Regions from separate parts of the Macaca mulatta genome. Here region 2 is linked to region 1. A link is a contact called in public Hi-C data. All regions are on one chromosome and are shown on one strand. Each heading gives the region's core, a stretch centred on a gene start, on an enhancer-like site or on the middle of the called end of the contact. The rest is flanking DNA. Distances are from core to core; before and after follow the strand shown.

Region 1 (2,790 bases), core at 138-2,637:
CAGAGGCTTAGTCCTGTTACAGATAAGAACTGGGGGAGAAGGCAGCGTTTGGCCACGGGCCAGCATTTTGAGATCAGCCAGTTTATCTGTGGAATTCCCTACCCCCTGTTCATCCCTTGGCCATCTCGTTAAATTGGAAAATAAATCCCATCCCTGCTAAGGTGTTGGCTGATAAAGGCTTGAGCTATAGCCCCTTCAAGGGGAATTTGCATTTTAATAGAGGATCGTCAAGCCCCAAAGGAATCAATATCTCTAACGGTGAAATTTCAAGCACCAGCAACTGAGATATTTTGGGACGACACTCTCCAGCGTTTCTCATCCAACAGTAAGGTCTGCCAGAAAGCCACGGAAGAATGGTCTCAGGAAATGACCGGCCGTTTCCCTTTATTACTCTGAACTTTGCCTTTTCACGTCTGGTCCCTTCAGACTCCCTAACGCTGGTGGATCTCTTAATCTGTCAATGCAGCCCTTTTCAACACAAGCAGCGTCTTAAAGGTAGCTCATCAACGGGCCACAAAGGAATTATGGCAATCAAAACCTGCAGGTTTTCCTGGTATTCCAAAGGAGCCAGTACTTAACTATTTTAAACTCTATGCTGGCAAGAGGGAGTGGAGATGGTTTAATCGGTTATTAATGATATTGCGCATTTAAATTCGTTTTGTGCAAATTTTTTTAAAGCCCAAACTTTTAACTTGTATCAAAAGCATGCAAACCAAAGGTGGGTAAGAGACATGGTATGTGTCCTGGCAATGTTCTCAATGTCCTCCGGAGCTGAGTTCTCGGCGGATGGCTTGGGATTCTCGAACTGCAGAAAAGCGGCATCTTGGATCTTGGATTTCTGCATTCGAGAGAGGCTCCTGTCCGCCACACCTGCGGCCCAGCACCCGGAATTTCCCTCCTGTCTGCTCCCAGCCCGTCTTCCCATCCTCCGCGCCCCGCGCGCCCATCCCGCGCCGGCCCCAGGCTCTCAGGGCTCGGCCTGCCCGCCGCCCGAGCCCCTCCGCGCCGCCGACCTACGGCTCCGCCGCGGAGGCTGGTGCCCTTGCCCTTGATGCGCTGCCGCCCCCGCTCTCCTTCCGCAAACCCGCTGCAACCAGGGCGCGAGGCGTGAGCGCGGAGGCTGGGCGGCGAGGACCGCACCTGCGCCTTCCCTGCCCGGCTCCCGGCTCCCGCTACGGCCCCAGCTGGGGCCCAGGGCACGGCGGCGGGGCTCGCGCCCGGGGACGGCAGCGGCTCGCGCCCGGTACGGCAGCAGCGGCGGCTCGCGCCCGCGCTCGGGCCGGGGAGCGCGCGGGGCGGGCGGGGGAGGGCGCGGCGCGGCGCGGCGCGGCCGGCGGGCGGGCGGCGCGGCGGCGGCGGCATGGGCGCGGGCACCGGCGGGGGCTGCGGGCTCCCGGCTCCCAGCCCGGCCCGGCCCGCTCCCGGCGCGCGGCCGCCGCGGCCCCCGTAGCCGGCTGGGAGGCCGTCCCCGCACCCGGCGCAACTTGCCTCGGACCCTCTGTGAGGAGAGGCGGCGGCGGCGCGCGCCGGGCCGGGCGAGAGCGGGCGAGGCGTGCGGGCGCCCGGCGCGATGCCTCCGGCCGGCAGCTCCCGAGCGCCGCGTCCCGCCGCGCTGCCCCGCAGCCTGTCCCGCCTGCGCGAGTGCCCGGGCCGCTCCCGCATCGTGCTGGCGCTCGGGGCCACGCAGATGGCGCTCGGATGCCTCATCGTGGCAGTCAGCTTCGCCGCGCTGGCGCTCACCACCTCGGCCCGCGTCCGCCACTCCTGCCCCTTCTGGGCAGGCTTCTCGGTGAGTGTCCGCGGCCAGACGGGGACGGGCTCCGGGTACTGCGCGGGCCGGGGGAGCGAGGCGCTGCGGCCGCCGGGACGCCACCGCGGGCAGCAAGTTCCGGGCTCCAAAGCCGGGGCCGAGCAGCTGCAGCGCGGGGCGCAGTTCGAAACTCCGAGCAGAATAACTCCAGGGCCCGGCTCGCCGCTCTCGGAGCATCGCGTTCCCGCTCCTATTGCGCTGATTCCCGGAGTTACTTTTCTTAGAGGAAACAGCAGCCAGGCGCCCGCCGTCCTCCGAGCCCGCAGCGGCCGGAGGGAGCGCCGGGGACACGACCTCGCCAGCCGAGCGGCGGAGGCCGAGGCGAGGAGGTGGAATCCGACCCGGAGCGGAGCAGCGTGTGGTCGCGCCTCTTGCCTTCGCGGCTGCCCTGGCCAGGGGTGTGAGGGGGTGGGCGCGGGGCGCGTCCCGTCTGGTTTTGGGTCAGTCCGGCTATCGGGGACCGGCCAGCCCCTGTGGTCACTCGCCGACTTGGCTTCGGGGACTTGTGGTTTCCCGCGTCCGCCCAGAACGGCGTGGTTTGTGGGCAGCGGGACTGGGCAGGCGACCCGCATCCGGCATCCTGGGGCAGGGGCCAGGGGGCGGGGGCCGGGGGGCGGGCAAGGTGCGGGGGCCGTGGCTGCTTTCTGAGCTCCAGACCTTAAGGATGACCGATTTTCAGACTCCTAACCACTAAATCAGAGAAGCCAGTGATGAACACATCTCCATAGGAGAAAGACGCCAGTACATCTCTATTAAAGTGACTGTCCCCAAGAGTTAATTTTTGGCGTTTTGTAGCATTTTGATGCAAGTTGTTTTTTTCCCTATATTAACAAAGAATGGACGTTATGGGAATGGGAGAGATACATATGCAGAGCAGATATTTATGAAGAGTGGCGCTTGTTCTGAGAACTCTTGACATCTGTAACTGCATTTGGTGTATCGTGCTGAAATACATCGCATAGGCTTGTTAACTCAGTATG
Region 2 (2,790 bases), core at 178-2,677, 310 kb after region 1:
TCATTAAGCTTGATGCCTGAGGATATAGTTGTATCTTGTGTGGAACAGTAAGTTATTACTCACTGCGTATCAGATTTTAGCATACTTGCATTAGTTCATGGAATATGATTTTACATTTACTATAGCAGTTCCAGTGCCATTATCAGATTGCATTTTCCTACTGAATTACAAACAAATGTGTTATGCTACTAACATTTAACAAAATTTTAATAAGGTTGTGTTTGATGCTATTATTCAGATAATGTGTTCTAAATTGCTTTCCTTTGAATATATTTGCATTAAAGAGGAACTCGATTTGGTTCTTTGAAGAGTTTATCCACTTTCTGGGTAGCTTTAAAAAGACACAGGGAAATTCAGTTTCTTCTTTGCAAGTCAATAAATAGAGAAGAAACAAATTTGCTAAGATCTATAGAAGTAATGGCAGCAGATTGCTGATGGTTTGAGTTAATGAAATGACTCATTTTGGCTACTTGAGTTGCACAATTAAAATATACATAGACTGCACACATCATAGATGAGGGATAAATACCCTTGTGTTCTCTTTTCTTTCTCAAAGCTAATATATTATGAATTAAGAAATTTAAGAGATCCACATTATTGCAATTCTTGATCAGTGATGCCCAAAATTAAGTGGTAATCTCTTGAGAGTGCACGTTTGCAGCATTCCTCTTACGCATTTCTGCTAAAATTGTGGCTGTGAGCCGAAGACAGTTGTTTTCCAAAGGATAAACTCATTTGACCAAGCTAAAACATTTACTTAATATTGACAAGTTTTGTGGGGTTTTCTCATAGTTGTCTAGCTAAAGGAGTTTAATGCAGAGAATACACATACGGAAATAGTGAAACCGAAGTCCTGCTTGCGCGGAAAGCCTGCAGCAGACTTTTGTTTTTAACAAACTCCACGGGGCATTAGAGAAAGTAACTGGGGGCAGTGGGTTGGAGGGTATAAAATTGAGCGGAGGGACGAAAACTAAGAGCCCTCTGGGTTTTTTATATCCTTCTACATGTTGTGTAGAAATAAATGCTTTTACTTCCACGGTCGTACCTTCCTCTTCACCTTTTTTTTTTCTTTCTCACACATTCATCCTGTGAGATCTTTTCATTTACAAATGCTCCCGATTTAGAATTAGAAACTCATAATACCGTCTGTAAAACTTGCCTGAGCCTGTCTGGTCCTGAATTTAGCGACACACTTGTTTAGGAGTTTCGGTTCTCGTTCTCTGCTTGCATGGTTTAGTAAGAACAACACTTCGATATACTGAAATTCACCGACCAGACCTGCAGGGCTGCACAGAAATATCTGATGCTTTTGGTACCCCCAGCCCCGCAGCCGCGCAGGCGCACCGCCCAGCCGCCGTGACGCAAGGCGCAGGCTTCATGACGCGGCACGCAGTCTCAGCCGACACTGCGCGCCCCTTCTGGGGCCCCGCCCAGGCAGCGGCCTTAGCGGGTCGCCGACCCACGATCCCAGCCGCGGCTGCTTGCTTGCCGGAGTGTGCACCGGTACGCGTCGCCGGTGACATGTTGCAAAAACCGAGGAACCGGGGTCGCTCTGGCGGCCAGGCCGAGAGGGACAGCGACTGGAGCCGTGGCGGAAACTCCGGGGCCTCGCGGGCGGGCGAACACGCCCGGGCCCGCAGAGACGGCTTCGCAGAGGAGGCCCCGAGCACTTCCCGGGGGCCGGGCGGCTCGCAGGGGTCGCAGGGCGCCCGCCGGTCCCAGGCCTCCCCCGCCGTGGGCCCCAGGACCCAGAAGCAGCAGGAGCTGAAAGTGTCCGAGCTGGTGCAGTTCTTACTGATTAAGGACCAGAAGAAGATTCCGATCAAGCGGGCCGACATACTGAAGCACGTCATCGGGGACTACAAGGACATCTTCCCCGACCTCCTCAAACGGGCCGCCGAGCGCCTCCAGTACGTCTTCGGTTATAAGCTGGTGGAACTTGAACCCAAGAGCAACACTTATATCCTCATCAACACCCTGGAGCCGGTGGAGGAGGATGCCGAGGTGAGGGGTGACCAAGGCACGCCCACTACGGGCCTCCTGATGATCGTCCTGGGGCTCATCTTTATGAAGGGCAACACCGTCAAGGAGACTGAAGTCTGGGACTTTCTGCGGCGCTTAGGGGTCTACCCCACCAAGAAGCATTTCATTTTCGGAGATCCAAAGAAACTCATTACCGAGGACTTTGTGCGACAACGTTACCTGGAATACCGGCGGATACCCCACACCGACCCCGTGGACTACGAGTTCCAGTGGGGCCCGCGAACCAACCTGGAAACCAGCAAGATGAAAGTTCTTAAGTTTGTGGCCAAAGTCCATAATCAAGACCCCAAGGACTGGCCAGCGCAGTACTGTGAGGCGTTGGCAGATGAGGAGAACAGGGCCAGACCTCAGCCCAGTGGCTCAGCCCCATCCTCTTGAAATCTGAGGTGGATTCAGAGGGACCCCCGGGACAAGGGTCTGAGACCCAAAGGCACAGTGCAGAGGAGCGGGGGAAGGGAGAACGAACCCAGGAAGCGTATTTCTGTAGCGTTTCAATGTGTGTAGCTTTAGGATGTGTTTGCAAAGTTTTGTTCTTTTAATGTTGTGTTATTTGGTTCCAGATTTTCATCTATAAACAAAAGAGCATTTGTTTTGCTTTGATTTTACTTTTTTTGGTATAAAAAATTTTCCTAGCTTAGTAAAACGAATTGGAAAACTTGACTATGATCTGAAACAGATATGCCAGAAGGAACACATAAGTAAGTTGCTTTGGTGCCAAGAAAATAAAAAAGTAGCTATTATCGGGTC

The links. A called contact is a pair of places that touch in the nucleus more often than the background predicts.
Region 2: a contact with region 1 is called in a Hi-C map of fetal cortex germinal zone, with 2.4 times the contacts expected there. The contact joins the promoter of NSMCE3 here to the promoter of ENTREP2 in region 1. A contact is called at or near these places in 2 of 14 Hi-C or Micro-C datasets (fetal cortex germinal zone and fetal cortical plate).

What each region holds. Positions count from the first base shown.
Region 1 is chr7:8,853,387-8,856,176 of T2T-MMU8v2.0, forward strand. ENTREP2 (endosomal transmembrane epsin interactor 2) reads left to right here and starts at 1,388. Exons shown (of 11, transcript XM_077939056.1): 1 at 1,388-1,789. The coding sequence starts at 1,571.
Region 2 is chr7:9,161,172-9,163,961 of T2T-MMU8v2.0, forward strand. It overlaps NSMCE3 (NSE3 component of SMC5/6 complex), which reads left to right and starts at 1,428. Exons shown (of 1, transcript NM_001257507.1): 1 at 1,428-2,790. The coding sequence starts at 1,522. The coding sequence ends at 2,421. The region is part of intron 2 of ENTREP2 (endosomal transmembrane epsin interactor 2); the gene reads left to right.